Linked DNA regions of Macaca mulatta: region 1 is linked to region 2. The links are chromatin contacts, called in public Hi-C maps. All regions are on one chromosome and are shown on one strand. The core of a region is the stretch at or near the end of the contact, and the rest is flanking DNA. Distances in the headings are between cores, read along the strand shown.

Evidence for each region. A called contact is a pair of places that touch in the nucleus more often than the background predicts.
Region 1: a contact with region 2 is called in a Hi-C map of fetal cortical plate, with 2.5 times the contacts expected there. The contact joins the promoter of BLOC1S6 here to the promoter of AFG2B in region 2. A contact is called at or near these places in 3 of 14 Hi-C or Micro-C datasets (CD4 T cells, fetal cortex germinal zone and fetal cortical plate).

What each region holds. Positions count from the first base shown.
Region 1 is chr7:22,911,715-22,914,524 of T2T-MMU8v2.0, reverse strand. BLOC1S6 (biogenesis of lysosomal organelles complex 1 subunit 6) reads right to left here and starts at 1,256. Exons shown (of 7, transcript XR_013395561.1): 1 at 1,107-1,256. LOC144329861 (a long non-coding RNA gene) reads right to left here and starts at 2,419. Exons shown (of 2, transcript XR_013395562.1): 1 at 2,281-2,419; 2 at 1,367-1,574.
Region 2 is chr7:22,714,928-22,717,745 of T2T-MMU8v2.0, reverse strand. AFG2B (AAA ATPase AFG2B) reads right to left here and starts at 1,364. Exons shown (of 8, transcript XR_013395541.1): 1 at 237-1,364. It overlaps LOC144329856 (a long non-coding RNA gene), which reads left to right and starts at 1,459. Exons shown (of 4, transcript XR_013395552.1): 1 at 1,459-1,620.

The sequences.
Region 1 (2,810 bases), core at 7-2,506, 200 kb before region 2:
CTTGGGACAGTGATGTGATAGCAGTGGGACAGATGCGTTGAAAGAGTAAGACTGGAGGTGAACTAGCCTTTCAACGGCTGTTTTAAGGGTGAAATTACAAGGAGATGGAATTGTATAGGAGAATCCCTTAGAGGTGGAAGGAGAGAAAGGAAAAAGTCCAGAGCATTTTCAAAGTTTCAAGTCAGAGTAACCTACCACCATTAACAGGATGAGACACGTTTTCATTTATGTACATGCCTTACTGTGAGATTAGTGCAAAACAGCCACGTCAAAGTATCCAGCTAGCAGATGGAGAAGCACACTAGAGTAAACAGAGGCCCAAGTTTCAAATACATACAAGGAAGTCACATTTATAGAAGCGACTTATGAAAGTGTGAAGAGATCTTTGAGGAAAAGCATGAACAGGAAAGTGCTGAGAGCACTATTTGGGGGTAACCCCTATATTTCTGAAACAGGAGGTAAAACAAAAAGCATATACAAAGCCCTGCAGCCTTTCTCATCTAGGGCCTCATCTGAATCAGAGAACACAGAAAATGCTCTGAGTGACCATTTTCTCACTTCTCCCAAGGATGGTACATAAATAGTACCATTTTGGGTGCACAGCAAGTTAATTCATTCCATTCAATGGATGCCTTAGGGCATTAGAGCTTAAATCCCTCCTGGAACTCGGTCGAGAAGACTGCTGCAGGAATAGGGATGAAGCAATTATCACCAAGCAGACCACGCATTTCATGAGTGGTCAATATTATAGGATACGTCACCTCTCTGAATTATAAGCTGATCATCTTTCTGGTAAATCCATCCCCCACCACTGCCGTATGAAAAATAACTAATGACGTATCGGAGTCAGAAACTCAGAATGGCTTCACCATCATCCGCCTCCAATTGCAGCCCAATACAAAGCTTGCCCTCGGGACTTCAGTTCTGCCCATTGCGCTGGGTAGAGGGGCCAGCGCGGTTCCCCATTTCTGCACTAGGGGCAGAGCCCGGCGGCCGTAGCTGCCAAAAGCCGCCTACTCCCTCACGGTTTCTCCGGAGTCCTACCCATTCCGGTCCCGGCCCCTCACACCCAGCCCGGGCCGCGCTTCCTACCCGACAGTACGTACCAGGGGTCGGCTCCCCGGCCTCCAGGCAGTAGGGTGGCCGTGTCAGGGCCCCGTCCGGAGACGACGGCCCAGGGACACTCATGTCCCTCCAGCTGGGAACAGAGAGAAGGGGCAAACGTGTGGCCCGTCAGAAGCAAGGAGGCACCTAACGACTCCAGTGTCTGGCCGGACAGAAGAGACTGTCGCACCCGGAAGTGACGGAAGCTAAAAACTGCAGGCTTCGGTCACGCGCTCGAGAGTTGGCTCTGCCCCATGGCGTTGTGGGGACCCCGCGCTGATGTCGTCGTCTGGCCCCGGACGCAGTGTCAACGGACTCAGCAGTGCGGGGCTCGAGGCCCTGCGACCCGATTGGTGGGAGCTGAGGGAGGACGGTGGCGGGTTTGGGCTGCTCACCGGGTGGGTCACGAAGACCGGAAGAGCGTTGTCTTTGTTGGACGCGGGCGAGCAGTCAGGCTTTGTTCACTGAAGCTAGGGAGAAAACAGGACTTTCAGCCTTCACGCGGGACAGCTTTTTAGTGTTATCTCCCTGTTTAGGGAAAAACTTAAGAACAGGGAGTGCGCGCTTTCCCTGCGGTTTGGACCATTAAAAAATTCGATGCCTAGGTCTCTGCGAGCCTCAGCCTTGCTAACTACGGTTTTGCCACTATTCCGGTCTCCCCTTGTTAAGTGTAGATGAAAGATTTAAGCCCTCCGTTGCAGCAGCTACTGAACAAATTCGACCAAATTATCAGAAACTGCACTTGCTGAGATCCTGTGGAATGATCTCATGAATTCTGTTGGAAAACACTTAGAAAAGGGCATATAGACAGCTTTGGACCAAAGAAAACGATTTAGCTCTGCCACCTCTAGCTTATACCCTCTCATCTCAACTGTAATGGTGGCCTCCTGATGTTGCTCCCCAACTATGCCTGTTCAGTTTTCTCAGCTGCAACCAAAGCTTACTTCAAAAAAATAAGAATTTGCAAGCCTCAGAAACGTGCACTGGCTCCCCATTGCCCTTATCAGTGCATTCACACCCTTTCCTCTTTGGGCCTCTTTTCCTCTTAGTATTAGCTCCTCCTTATTACCCATGGTAGGCAGAATAATAGCCCCTCAAAGATGTCCACAGCCTAAACACCAGAAGCTGTGATTGTGTTAGCTTGCATAGCAAATGGGAATTAAGGTTGTTAATTACCTGGTGTTGAAATAGATTATCCTGGAATCGCTTTAACCAGGGAGGCAGAGGTTGCAATGAGCTCCACTGCACTCCAGCCTGGGCAACAGGGCGAGACTCCATCTCAAAAAAAAAAACACATTATCCTGGATTATTCCAGTGGGCCAATTGTAATCATAAGGGCCTCCAAAACTGCAAAAGAGAGTCAAGAATGACCAATAACTATGAAGAATGATTAGAGAGATACAACATTGTTGGCTTTGAATATAGAGGAAGGGAGCCTCCAGCGTTGTGGGTGACCTCCGGAAGCTGGAACTGATAAGGAAACATTCCCCCGAAGCCTCTCTAATGCTCTGATGACACCTTGATTTTATCCTCATGCGATCAGTGTTGGACTTCTGACCAACAGAACTGTGAAATAATCTGTGTCTTAAGTTTGTGATAACTTGTTTTAACACCAATAACAATACTACCCTTCAAGACATTCTTTATTCCATCTGAGCATTCTCCTAAAATTATACCCTTTCATGTCTGCAGTGCTCTTGCTTGTG
Region 2 (2,818 bases), core at 115-2,614:
CAAAACAATTAAGACTCTGGGGAAATACAGGTCCTGACAATCTGACTCTGGGGAAACACGGGTCCTGACTCACAGATCATAGATGGGCAGAGAATGTGTTCTTTGCATTGCAAAGCGCCCCACTCCAACCTCACCGATGCTCAAACCTAAGAGACAAACGCCTCCGGGGCAGCCAACTAGTGCCAGAAAAGGCCGAGGTTCCACCCACAGTGGGCGAACCCGCCAAGCCCATTCACCTCTCGGTCAAATCTCCCGGGTCTACGCAGCGCTGGATCTAGAGCGTCCGGCCGGTTGGTGGCTCCCACAACCACGACCTCGCGGTCCCCACTTGCGCCGTCCAGCAGCGTCAACACCTGGGCCACTACGCGGCTCTCGGGTGCTCGACCGCCCCGCCGGGGACACAAAGCGTCCACCTCGTCCAGGAAGAGGAGGCTGGGCCCGCGGCTGGCCAGCTCCCGGGCGCGCTGGAAGACCCGCCGCACGTTCTCCTCGGTCTCCCCAGGCCGGGAACCCTGCAGCGCGGGGGCGCTGACTGCCAGCAGCTCCGCGCCCGCCTCGCGCGCCACGGCCCGCACCAGCTGGGTCTTGCCCACTCCGGGGGGCCCCGCCAGGAGCACCCCGCGGGGCACCGCTAAGCCCAGCGAGGCCAGGGCGCGCGGGTAGCGGAGCGGGAAGTGGAGGAGCTCCCGCAGCGAGTCGGCCGCCTCCGAAAGACCTCCCAGGGGCACCTCGGGCTGCGGCTGGGCTTCGGACGGAGGTTCCCCGCCAAGGCCGACGCCAGTGTGAGGGGTGACCAGCCCAGCGGGATCGGGACTGGGCGTTCCGCCGACGATGTGCAAGGCAGCCACCGGGCCAGGAGCGCCCGGCGGAGCGACCACCACGTGGCCCAGGGAGACCGGTCGGTTTCTCAGCAGCTCCTGCGCCGCCTCCAGCACCGCGGCTGTATTCGGGGCACCAGGCGCGCCCGCCAGCTCTCGCAACACCGGCCACACGGAGACGCGCCGCAGGGGCGGACAGGGCACTAGGAGGAGGTGGCTCAGGCTGAGACTCCTCCGGGATCTCGGCGCCCCGACCGCCGCCCCGGGGCTGGCGCACAGCGGGTCCAGCTGCACAAAGCCGTTCGCTCCGTCCCGCCGAGGCCAGACAGTGCAGAGGCAGGAGCCGCCGTCGGGTAGCGAGATCTTCACTGCTGAGCCCAAGCGCGCGCCCAGGGCGTGGAGGGCGGCCGGGCCCAGGCGGCAGCGCTGGGTGCCCCGGTCTCTAGCGTCTAAGGGTAGCAGCTTTAAGAGAGGCCCTTCCGGGAAGGGATCCGAGTCCGGAGCCATTGCACACAGATCAACCAGGCATAAGAAAAGCAGAGCAGGAAATCCACCCGGCCCACAAAGAGTGGAACACCGAGCTCGCAGGCCGGAAGCAGATGGCGCGCATGCGCTAGGGAAGACTGCGTTGCCAGCCGCTGAGTGAAGGCCGAAAGGGCCAATGGGAACATTAGACGACGCATTTGTCCCTGGGTAGAGCGTTGGTGTCCGCTTTCGTGAAATCGAGTTACCCACCCTAGAGCTTTGTTGAGATGGTCTTCATTACAGGTGTCTAGGAGGCGGCGTAAGCTAACTTCACTAGGTCATTAAGCATGTACTTTGGTGGTTACTTATATTTTGGAAGTCACCGGCGTTACATTCTGTTTTCCTGGCCTTCGAACTGGAGCATCAGTACTGCCGCTGTTGGAATAGCAACCTAGAGACTTTGCTATTTTGTGAACAAACTCCACCTATCCTCATGGGCACCGAATTTTGGGTGCTCTGGTGCAAATATCTGAGGTGACTTGGCGTAACTGAGAATACAGCCTTGGGGCCTTCGATAATCGGCGTTCCAATCTGGGAGGTCCAGGCACAACCCTTCCTATGGAAAAGCACCAGCATAGTGGGAGGGAAGCACACTGTGGCACTTAAAATCCCTTGTAGAGAGGAAGGAAGAAAAACTAGGTTACTTGATGGATTTGAAACACACTAATAGTATATTTATTCTGATTTCTGATATTCTTTTGAATATTATTTGGCAACAAGTTATCTCTACTTAAGTTCATGCGATCAATGCTTGCTCTCTAATTGGGGCACAACAGTGTTGAGTCCTGTATTAGAGGCGATACCTATCTACATTATTAAGACAACTGCCTGCTATTTTTTTTTTTTCCACCTGCTTTCTGCCTTTCCTCTCCCTTTCGCACAGGGAATTCCTTTTTATCAGCTGGAATACATTTTCTATCCTTCTTAATTGCCTTATAAAAAAGAACTATGGATATTCAAAGACAAGAAGATACACCTTGTTTTTATTTGACTTACATCTTCCTATCTCTATTTTTCCCACTTTCACCGCAACCCAAATTTGTGAGTTGACAAAACTGATATTTTAGAGTTCTTAAGTTGCTGGGGAAGTTTGTTTGTTTTTTCTATCTATGCAAATAATCAATTACAGACTGTGTAGTAATATCTTATCAATGGGAAGTACTTTCAGATCTGGGATCTTAAGACCAATGCCGCCGGGCGCGGTGGCTCAAGCCTGTAATCCCAGCACTTTGGGCGGATTACTAGGTCAGGAGACGAGACCATCCTGGCTAACACGGTGAAACCCCGTCTCTACTAAAAAATACAAAAAACTAGCCGGGCGAGGTGGCGGGCGCCTGTAGTCCCAGCTACTCAGGAGGCTGAGACAGGAGAATGGCCCGAACCCGGGAGGCGGAGCTTGCAGTGAGCTGAGATCCAGCCACTGCACTCCAGCCTGGGCGACAGAGCGAGACTCCGTCTCAAAAAAAAAAAAAAAA